3 separate regions of the Mus musculus genome follow, and regions 2 and 3 are each linked to region 1. Evidence: chromatin contacts called from public Hi-C and HiChIP or PLAC-seq data. All regions are on one chromosome and are shown on one strand. The core of a region is the stretch at or near the end of the contact, and the rest is flanking DNA. Distances in the headings are between cores, read along the strand shown. Region 1 holds the start of 4930471G24Rik (RIKEN cDNA 4930471G24 gene). Region 2 overlaps A330033J07Rik (RIKEN cDNA A330033J07 gene). Region 3 holds the start of 4931429P17Rik (RIKEN cDNA 4931429P17 gene).

Region 1 (3,261 bases), core at 228-2,727:
TACGTGCAGGAGTTGTGTTGTAGTTATATTATCAGAGCTGGGCACCTCATGGGCTACATTCACTACATTTTAGAACAGTGATGGATATGGACACCATTACAGAAATCCGCCATCTTTGTTACCTCCCTCTTGCTGTTTGTAATATTTGCAGTCACTTTCGAATACATGTAGTCCTTGGCTGGTTTTCAAAGAACTGGAAGATCCTCTGAGTTCCTGATGGCAACATAACTGAGATAAATTTCTTCCGTTCCCACGTGCAAGTGATCATAAAAGGAATGGGAAAAGCAAGCATTTAAGAGACTTTATTTTCGAGAAAATGTGAATGCCTGTACCCTTCAATTTCAAACTGAAGGCAAGCAGCCTGGTATATACACTTCTCAGAGGTGGGAGGTTAGACTTTCACTCCATGGAAGCAATATACCACTGTGTACAATAGGATTCTGAAACAAGAAGACAGCATAGACAACCTGTTCTGTCCTAGCTTGAAGCTGTATAGAATAATGGGGGAAATAAACATATAAGCAGAGTTACCATTTAAGAAACCATTGCAGAATTTCCCTGGTATAGCTAGTCCCTTCCTCTACTTCTGGTAGAACTAAATGCTTAAAAAAAATTCCATAGTAGACTTTTGACTGTGGCTTTTCAGTTTATTTACCTCAACCCATCATCTCAACTTCAAAATAGGAAATGAATGCTTAAGAACCAAACCAAGAAGCCAGGGAGAAGACCAAAGTAAACAGCTTCTTCCCAGCGCTGACCTTGACAATTGGCCTGGCCTGGTACCAGTCACTGCGGCTGGAGTTCTCCTGTGAGAAAGGCAGATGTTTTCTTCCTTCCACCCTTGGGGTCTGCTCTCTGACCCAATTTAAGTTGCAAGGTGTACACACCTAGAGAGAGGGTTGAAAAAAACAGATATCTGGGGAATGGAGTGCCAGGACGTAGTACCCACAGAAGAACAAATTCCTCTTTCGGCGGGCAGCCCTGCATGTGCGCAGGTCACAGCCAGGCTTTCTCGTTAAAATGAAAATGCCTGCTCACCTTGCTTTCTGGTTTGCATGACTTCTTTCTTCAGGAAGTCTTTAGAGGCAGAATATAGGTATGCACAATGGAGAACATCTTGCGTTGTTAGATTGTTTTAAGTCATTAGACAGTTCAACTAATGACTAATCAGTTATTGGTGAGACAAACCAGAAGTGAGGGAGACATTTTCACAGCAAAGCCGGACGCTTACTGATCTGTGATCAGTTAGCTAGGGAAGACTTTTATTAGCCAAAACCACGAGACCTCTGTCTCCTACATATCTTTTAGCTTCAAAGTCTAGAAAGTCAGCAGTTGTCCGTCAGGAAGTTGCCCACAGTGCAGGAGGCACAAAACACCAATTTATCAAATACCTATGCCTTGCCATAACCTTATTCTGGCTGCTGCCCAACCTGAGCTCTGCAAGGACCAGCCTGCCAGCCCGGAGGAGGAGATCCTCAGAGGTTGACGGCCGATGGGCTCCCCCTAGAGGCCAATTGATGCTTCGGAGCAATGACGGCACCATGGCAGGTTGCCAGGAAACCAACTCCTTGGAGCCAGGGCAGAAAAACACAGGAGCAGAGGGTCCCCTGTCAGCGCATTGTTTGGTTAGAGGATTTCATCTCTCTGGAGGGCATAGCTGAGTGCAGATCCCGTCTAAAACCAAGGAGAAGAGGGACTCTATTAGTCCCAGCGGGGGAGCTTCTTTTATCATCATCATCATCATCATCATCATCATCATCTCTCTGCTTCTTGGGGGCCACCTCCTTCCCTTGCTTTGCTTACACTCCTGGTATTTATTTTCCATAGCAGCTCTTGCAAAGGCAAGGCAGAGCTGGAGGGGAGCCCTGTGTTCAGGAAAGTAAATGGCTGAGCTCCAGCAGTCAGCAGAGCAATGTGCATTTGGTTCCTGCAGCTTCATACCTACCGAGCTCCTTTTCCTTTGAAAGAGCTCGGCCTTGGTTTTCTTTTTTTCCCTCAGCAAGATACCATAAGGTTTTAGAAAACGCAACTTATAAGCGAAGGCTCTAAAGAAAACTCACACAGCATTTTCTGTGATTATTATGTTTAGGTAGCATTTTAAGATGTGTGTAGTTATAAGTGTTGCTGGAGCCAAATCTTTCATAATACTGATTATTCTTTGAATGGTCTTCATATACTTTAGGATGGATTTTAGAATTGTCTCCCTAACCCCCTCAGCTCTGTGTTGCCAAGCCTCTTGCTAGGTGTGAACTCCCTGTGTGTGTTATTTATAGCATCACTCTTTCCCTCTCATACTTTCTCTTTCCTGTTCCATTTGCTGTTTCAGAATGCATTTGTGTGTCAGAGGTCCTTCAGGACAGCTAGGCCACTAAGAATAGAGTGCAGCCTATATTATTTATAGAAGCAGGGCCACACCCAAGAAGTTGGGGAGTGAGAGGCTGAGGAAGGGCTAGGGGCCCAGACAAGTCTGTCCCCATCAGCCCTCGGGGAGGGGCACAAATGAACAAGTGGGAGCTTGCAGGAGAACTCGGGGGAATGAGGTCAGGCGCACCCAGCCTGAGGTGAGTGTCAGGACGAGCTGGTGCAGTCAGCAGGAGAATCTTGCCTCTGCCTCTGGTGATCAAGCTGAGTTAGCGCAGGTTAGCAAGCTGAGTTAGCGCAGGTTAGCAAGAACACAGGGTGCCCAAGAAAGAGGTAGACACACGGCAAGGACTGAGAAGGTGAAACAGCCTGTCTCCTCTCTGTCTGCCTCTCTCTGGTAGCATCTAATCATGACTGAACTCACCTGTGTTTACGGTGTCTTGGTTCTACTTTCCGAACGGTGCAAATGCTGCTTTGGGTCAACTCTAACCTGGAGCCATAGAAGGAAAAAAGGATTCTGAGAGCCAGGCTGATCTGAGACAAAGCTGAGTATTTGACATTCAGCTTTCTATGCCGCGTACGCAATTATAAATTTCTTATTTACCTATCTATAAAGACCTACATTGAAGCACCAACCGAATTTCCTCCTGAGGAACTTGGAAGTGACAACTTGAAGACACGATAGCCTGTGTACCAACAGCTGCCTGGGAGCCTTCGTTGGGGGTCAGAGTTTAGTTGGCTGTGGGCCCCTTGCAGACCCTTACATCAGTTTGCACCACTAATAAAGGAATCAAAACAACACGGCACGAACAATTCAGGAGACGTATTAGCTTGAATGATTGAGAAGTTCAGCCTCCGGGCATGAACTGATTGGAGCTACAAACACATTGGGTTTTTTCT
Region 2 (3,261 bases), core at 318-2,817, 410 kb before region 1:
CTGCAAGCCTGCTCCATCAGCTCTTTCTGGGTCTGCAACCTGTGGGTGGACAAGTCTTGCCACCATGGGAAGTGGTCTCCATGTATTTCCCCATCCCTGAAATGAAGGTGCCCTGACAGAATATTCTTTAGAGCCATTGATGAACTTGAACGTTGCTGAGCTGTGGTTCCCTCTTGCTCCCCAGTCGCTGTTCTTTATCTTCAACTGACTGATGAAGCAGAATGTGTATCACTCTATACCAATCTTCTCTTGTACCCCAAGAGTCTAAATATATATTCTTGCCCTTAGTATACTGTAGGTTAGAAATACTGCTATTGTGTCACTAAAAGAATACTCTTTTCTTCTTTTCCTTCCTTCCTGTTTTTCCCTACTTAATGTGTGCGAGGGTACATTTGTGCATGTGTATGCTTTCTTAGTCTGGTCTCAGACATGCTAATCATTTGAAGGTGACCTTGACTGTGAGAACTTCCCAAGTGGTGGGGCTACAGGTATGGGCCACTAATGCCTGATTCCTTTTTCAAAACCGTAGTTTGACAGACTCCCTTCCCTTCCCATTGCCCCCACCTCTCTCCTTCCCTCCATCCAGAACTCACGGGACCCAGAGACATAAAAATAAAACAAATACTGTTTAAAAATGTTGTTTTATTCTGCAGAGATAAAGAAAGCTTAACTTAATGGATGGTAACAGTGATAAACACATTCCTGGAATCTGTTACGGATAAATCTCCTTCCTTCTTGCAGAGAGCAGAGGCAGACAGTGAGCGTGGCAAAGTAAAAGTTGCATGCGCTCTGCCAGTCTCTGTAGACACCAGGCAGCATCTTCTCCGCTGTGGAGGAAACTTGGCTTCAGTTCCTTTTCTGGGTTTTGACTATGTAAACTCATTCCCTGGAGTTCTCTTGGAGTCATGAGTCTGATTGTAGATCAAAAGGTGTTGCTGAAGAGGGGCGTGTACTTGGTGTCCCTGGAGGGGGGAGTTGTACTTGGTGTCTCTGGAGGGGGGATGTCCTTGTTGTCTCTGGAGGGGGGATGTCCTTGGTGGTTTTTCTGTTTGTCTTCTCATTAAGCTTTGTTTTCCTCTTTATTTTTTATTTTTTTTTTATTTTTTGTGATTTTGAGGTTGAAGCACATTAGCTGTAAGACATCTTTGAGTGCCAATCATTATTAACAAGATAAAGATAATGGTCATTAACTATTATACTATATTTACTATATAGTATACACTGTAATACTAATTATTATAGTATATTATAGTAGACTATACTCTCCTTTCTGTGGAAAGGAAAAGGGGAATGGGGAAGAGAGGGAGAGGATGGGGAGAAGAAGAAGGAAAGAAAAACTAGAGGGGAGATAGGGAGGGAAGGAAGAGGAAGAGGGGAGAGGGAGAAGGAGGGGAGGGGAAGAGAGAGAGAAAGAGAGACAGAGAAAGAGAGACAGAGACAGAGAGACTGGGAGGGGAGGGGGATAGGGATAGGGAGGGGAAGAGAGAGAGAGAGAGAGACAGAGATGACAGGGAGAGGAGAGGGGGAGGGGAGGGGTGTTGCTGGAGAGTGAGTCATCCAAGCTGCTTTTCAGCTAAGTCAGCCAGTGTTCCTCTCTGTATGAATCCATCTCATCTGACTCATTCTTAGGCATCAGTGTTGAAGTTCAACCTTAGATCTTCTCATGCCTCCTTCATCTTTTCCTGGGCTTAAAAACTGTGGCTATTCCTCTCCAATGCAAGAACTTGGGAATGGATAGCATTCTTCAGTTTTATTTAGAGCTGGCGTCTCCTGGGGTTCTTTCTGGGTTCCCTGTTATGGCTTTTAGAGCATATCTCTGTGCATCCCTGTTTGAGTGCATGCCACCTCTGGGTATATCTAGTGTACTGGAACTTTCCACCTAGACTGTGTCAGTAGAGGAGCACACAGCCTTTGAGTTCTTTCCTGGTATCCCTGAGGTATCCTCCGCTCTACTGTCGGTGATGTGTTGGTTTGAATATGCTTGGCTGAGGGAGTGGCACTATTAGTAGGTGTGGTCTTGTTGGAATAGGTGTGCCACTGTGGGAGTGGGCTTTAGACCCTCATCCTACTTGCCTGGAAACCAATCTTGTACTACCAGCCTTCAAATCAAGATGTAGAACTCTCGGTTCCCCTTGTACCACACCTGCCTGGATACTACCATGCTTCCTGCTATGATGATGATGGACTAAACCTCTAAAATTGTAAGCCAGCCCCAATTAAATGTTTGCCTTTAGGAGAATTTCTTTGGCCATGGTGTCTCATCACAGCAATAAAACCCAAACTAAGACATGTGGTTTTGCCCATCTCCAGATTGAACAATATAACAGAATAATAGAAAAAGGCAGATTGGCTAACATCAAGTTACTTACATTTTATTTTAAAATTAGTTTACAAATCAATAGTCCCAAGCCTATTGTGTCTCATTCATTTGGATCAGCAAGAGCCATCTTGGACCATTTAACTTTCCAGGAACTAAGAAGTTTCCAGTCTTGAAATGTAGCTGGCCACTCATCCTGTGATTTCACACAGGAAGCTGCAAGAAAATACATTTGAGCTTACATACACTATTTGCATTGAGTGTCTTACGTGTGTTAAAGATCGCAGCTCAGCAAGGTTACTGAAAGAGCCAGTTGCCTTTTATTTGTGGGTTTTAGAATTTAGAAAAGAAATTGGAATTTTATTCCACGTAATGGTGTTTGGCTTTTATAGTATGGGAACAAAGGGACAGAACAATAGAAAGAGACAGATTGGCTAACATGAAGTTACTTACATTTTATTTTATAAAAATGAGTTTATAAATCAATAGCTTTCTCTGTTGCATTTTCAAACACATTACGTTCCAATTGATTTCTCATTGGCACGTCCTTTCTCTTCCATTTTCATTTCTCCTATGGTCTGCTTCCCTCTCTCTAAGCTCTCCTTAAAGCCTTCTATTTTCTGTTCATATGGGCCCCTTTCTATTTTCCTGGCCTTTCCCCATCTTTCGTCTTCTTGGATACCTGTGTTTAACAGCTGGAGGCCAGGATCTGTGTGTCATAAAGTAGGTGTGGCGTCTGCTTTCCTGAACCCATGTTACTTTCCTTGGTGTTTCCAATTCCATCCATTTTATTGGAAATTTTATTTCTCTTTACAGCAGAATAACAATCCATTGTGTAAGTAACCCTGTTCTTACTATCCATTTTTTTTTCTGCCAAAAGATACGTAGGGTGACTCCATTTCTTTGTTATAGTGAAAAGGGCAACACCCAACATGGCTGTGAGA
Region 3 (3,261 bases), core at 301-2,800, 350 kb before region 1:
GAAAGAAAAATTCTTTTCATGCTATGTATCTGTCTCTTTCTATGAGTGTGTGTATATATGTTAAAAAAAAAACCCTCCATGATCTTGCTTTTAGTAAACCTATCTTTTACTTAACAAGATGGCTCAACTAACCTTGAGTCTATAAAGTGAAGGTACACGGCCCCTTTAGAGTCTGCATCTCTCTGATTCTGTGTTCAATTAGGTGTAGACACAGACTCCAGCTCTTATATAGTGTTTAATTGTACAGATTCCATAAAAAAAAAAACCCACTTAATCTAAAGACACCAAATACTCTCTTTTATTGCTCCACTAAATACTTTTACCAGCAAATGCTTTTGGGGTGCATTTTATTTATGGATTTTTTTTTTCACGATGCTGGATAGCTTTTGTCTTTTTTAGTGCCTTCTAGTTATGGTTGTAGGCTGATCATTTTCTGGTTGGTTTCACACTGAGCTGCCTTAGAACTCGTTGGGAGTGGTAATCGCTTTCCACTGTTTGTATTTTGTTTCCCCCTAGTCTTGTGCTAACTCTTCCCGACTCCAGCAGGAAATTTGCTGTGCCACACATTCACTCTGGGCACCGCTAACACCTCCATGGATAGATCAAGTAAAAGATGTAAATGTTTCTTATTCAAACAAGGAAAGACAAAATCTAATCAACCCTACCAGCAAAAGGAAAAAAAAAAAAAAAGATTGAGAGCTGGAAATCCCCGCCCTCCAACACCCCCGTAAGTGAGATTTGTGAGAGAGAAACGGGTTTATAAATCTGTGTTGGGAAACAAAAACAAATTATAAAAGACCCCTAAAGGAAAAGATTTTGATGGCTTAAAAAACAGCTTGCTTGGCATTCCGTGCTTAAGTTTAAAAATGAAAGTAACACGCTAGAGAAATCAGCAGTAGCAACCTACCAGATTTCTCAACTAGAAGGACCCATCAGAGTTTGTTAGAAGGAACGTAAGAAAAGTTGGAGGACTTTCTGTCACCTTGAACCCTGGTTACTAAGCTCTGGGTGTAGCTAAGGGGTAGTTCTCACAGCTGAGAGCCCTGGAAGGCTCAACCTGAAGGTAAGAATAAAGTTACTGCAGAGCAGACCCGCCTGGGGGCAAAGTGTCACAACCAAAGGCTTGACCAAGGGCCCCAAATATAAGAAATTCACGTGACCAGAATAGAAGCTACTAGTGTTTGGATCTTTTTACACAAAGTTGATTTATGTTTATGTACATGTTTGTGCACGAGCTTACTTGTCTGCATTTGCATTGCTTGTGTGCAGGGACTCTCAGAGGTCAGAAGTGGCCTCAGATGCCCTGGGATCTGAATTCCAAGCGATTATCAGTCTCCTGCTATAGGCACTGGGAACCAAACCCAGGTTCCCTGCATGAGCAGAGAGCTCTTAACTGCCTAGCCAGCTCTCCAGCTGGTCTCTCCTAGCTCAGATACCGGCGGCAGTCTTTTCCTGCAGGGTTCCCAGAGTTCATCTGCTTCCATAAGATGGTGTCTGAGAGGAGGAAGGGCTGCAGGCAGGAAGTGATGTCACAGGTGGGCTGGCAGCTAGAAACATGGATTCTGATTACATAGAGGGCTGCAGGCCATCAAAACCCAGTGCTAATCAATGATTCGCTCAGACCCCAGACCCAAGGTCATCTGGCCGCGCTTCTGGGATTCTAGAAAGCACGGATGGGGACGAGGAACGGGGGAAGAACAGAGGTTGGGGTTGGAGAGAGAATGAAGTATGTTTATTGTATATTTTTCCACTTTTAAAAGACTGTATTTTCTTAAGGTGTGTGTGTGTGCACATACGTGCGCATATACATGTACGTAAGCTAGCAGAGGGCATAGGATTCTCTGGTACCGGAGTAAGAGGGGATTGTGAGCCTCTCAGCAGAGGTAGCAGACCCTAAACTTGGGTCCTCTGCAAGAGCAGTATACAAGCTTAACTGCGGAGCCATCTCTCCAGCCCGCATTTTATTTCTCCTTAAACTAATCTGTTATTGTTCCCTCTGAACTATTTAGAGCTATTTGGGTTCCGTAAGTTCTGTGTCTGGGTGCTATCAGAGGCCTCTTCAAAGCAAACTTAAAGTATTTCCTTAAGCGGTGCACGCACAGGTTAATGCTACTCTGTGCACCTTGGCCTTTGGGGACTCTCAGTGGATAACTAATCAGTGCGTCTGTTGTTTCTAGGAAACATGGAGAGAAAACAATCACCTCTGTTCTCCTCTCTGGGCCAAAAGAGTGAGCAGTAATGAGCGAGCCTGGGAGGGCACCTGGGAACCACAAGCCCCAACACACAGGTTAGCATCGCCTGGCTGACCTAGCTCACAGGTGCGCCCGTTGCCAGGTAACACTAAGGGCCTCTGGGTGCTTTCAGAAGGCCTGCAGCTGGGCTCCGAGAGGTGTGGGCACAGCCTGGGGCCATGGCAAAGCAAAGCAGAGGGAGTTAGTTTCAGGGCACCCGGCAGGGCAGCCAATGCTCATCCCCGTGGCAAGTAGAAGCATGCTGGGTTTGGCCCTGAGTGCCAGGCAGGTCTGCCTTAGCTGCCTGTGCTGTGAGGAGCTTCTCTGATCACCTGCGGGCTACCCTATAGGTGTAGAACGGGGAGTGAAATCTGTTCTGCACAGCTAGGAACTCACTATTTATGATTGCATTTGTATTCCTATACGTTTGTGTTCCTGTTCATACTTATATTGTTTATATTTACATCTGCACATTTATGCTTATTAACATTGTTCATATTTACAATGATATACACATATATTGATAGCCTGACCTTGCAAAGTTATATTTGATTTTCTCTCTTGATCTTTGTGGGTGTGCATGTGTGGGTGTGAACATGTCAATCTTGTGTGTTAGTTCTTACCTTCCACCCTGTTGGAGACAGGGTTGTCTTTTTTTTTTTTTTTTTTTTTTTTTTTTTTTTTTTTTTTTTGGTGCTGTGTACACCAGGTGAGCCAATACACACGCGTCAAAAAATTCTCCTGTCTCTACCTCCCACCTCTAACTGGGAACACAGGAATTGGTCACACAGCAGCCTCTGGTCTTATTTGTGTTATGGGGATCTGTATATAGGATCTCGTGCTGAGTGGCAAGCCTCTCCCCACTGAACCATCTTCCTAGTCTCAAGGTCATAATTTTAAAAATTCCTGAGACAAATGTATGGAGTACATTTCTATATTCGGGGAAGGTACCATAATTCTTAAAGTGTTCCATACGGGTTTGGACAGAGCCGTTGATAGTTTGAAAGCACACAAGGGCTAGTCTCAGCTC

What was found. Hi-C and Micro-C count contacts between places; a contact is called where the count stands out from the background. HiChIP or PLAC-seq counts read pairs in DNA pulled down with a chosen protein or histone mark.
Region 2: a contact with region 1 is called in a Hi-C map of olfactory sensory neurons, with 3 times the contacts expected there. The contact joins the enhancer-like site here to the promoter of 4930471G24Rik in region 1. A contact is called at or near these places in 2 of 484 Hi-C or Micro-C datasets (olfactory sensory neurons and uterus) and 1 of 115 datasets of contacts at active chromatin or transcription factors (embryonic basal ganglia).
Region 3: an H3K4me3 HiChIP or PLAC-seq map of embryonic basal ganglia shows a contact between it and region 1, with 4 times the contacts expected there. The contact joins the promoter of 4931429P17Rik here to the promoter of 4930471G24Rik in region 1. A contact is called at or near these places in 7 of 39 promoter capture datasets (the 3T3-L1 cell line, cranial neural crest, embryonic stem cells and 3 more), 26 of 484 Hi-C or Micro-C datasets (adipose-derived mesenchymal stem cells, differentiating embryonic stem cells, embryonic fibroblasts and 11 more) and 1 of 115 datasets of contacts at active chromatin or transcription factors (embryonic basal ganglia).

Annotation. Positions count from the first base shown.
Region 1 is chr13:47,665,766-47,669,026 of GRCm38.p6, reverse strand. It overlaps 4930471G24Rik (RIKEN cDNA 4930471G24 gene), which reads right to left and starts at 1,477. Exons shown (of 2, transcript NR_153835.1): 1 at 1,039-1,477; 2 at 634-887.
Region 2 is chr13:48,073,132-48,076,392 of GRCm38.p6, reverse strand. The region is part of intron 1 of A330033J07Rik (RIKEN cDNA A330033J07 gene); the gene reads left to right. Among named protein-coding and RNA genes, the nearest start is that of Gm36346, 37 kb to the left of the region's middle. Within about 2 kb of position 1,567, at least 23 of the 459 cell types and tissues checked have an H3K27ac peak or open chromatin away from gene starts, as enhancers often do. A contact at or near this core is called in olfactory sensory neurons, where this site is marked.
Region 3 is chr13:48,016,897-48,020,157 of GRCm38.p6, reverse strand. It overlaps 4931429P17Rik (RIKEN cDNA 4931429P17 gene), which reads left to right and starts at 1,550. Exons shown (of 8, transcript NR_038004.1): 1 at 1,550-1,726; 2 at 2,178-2,287.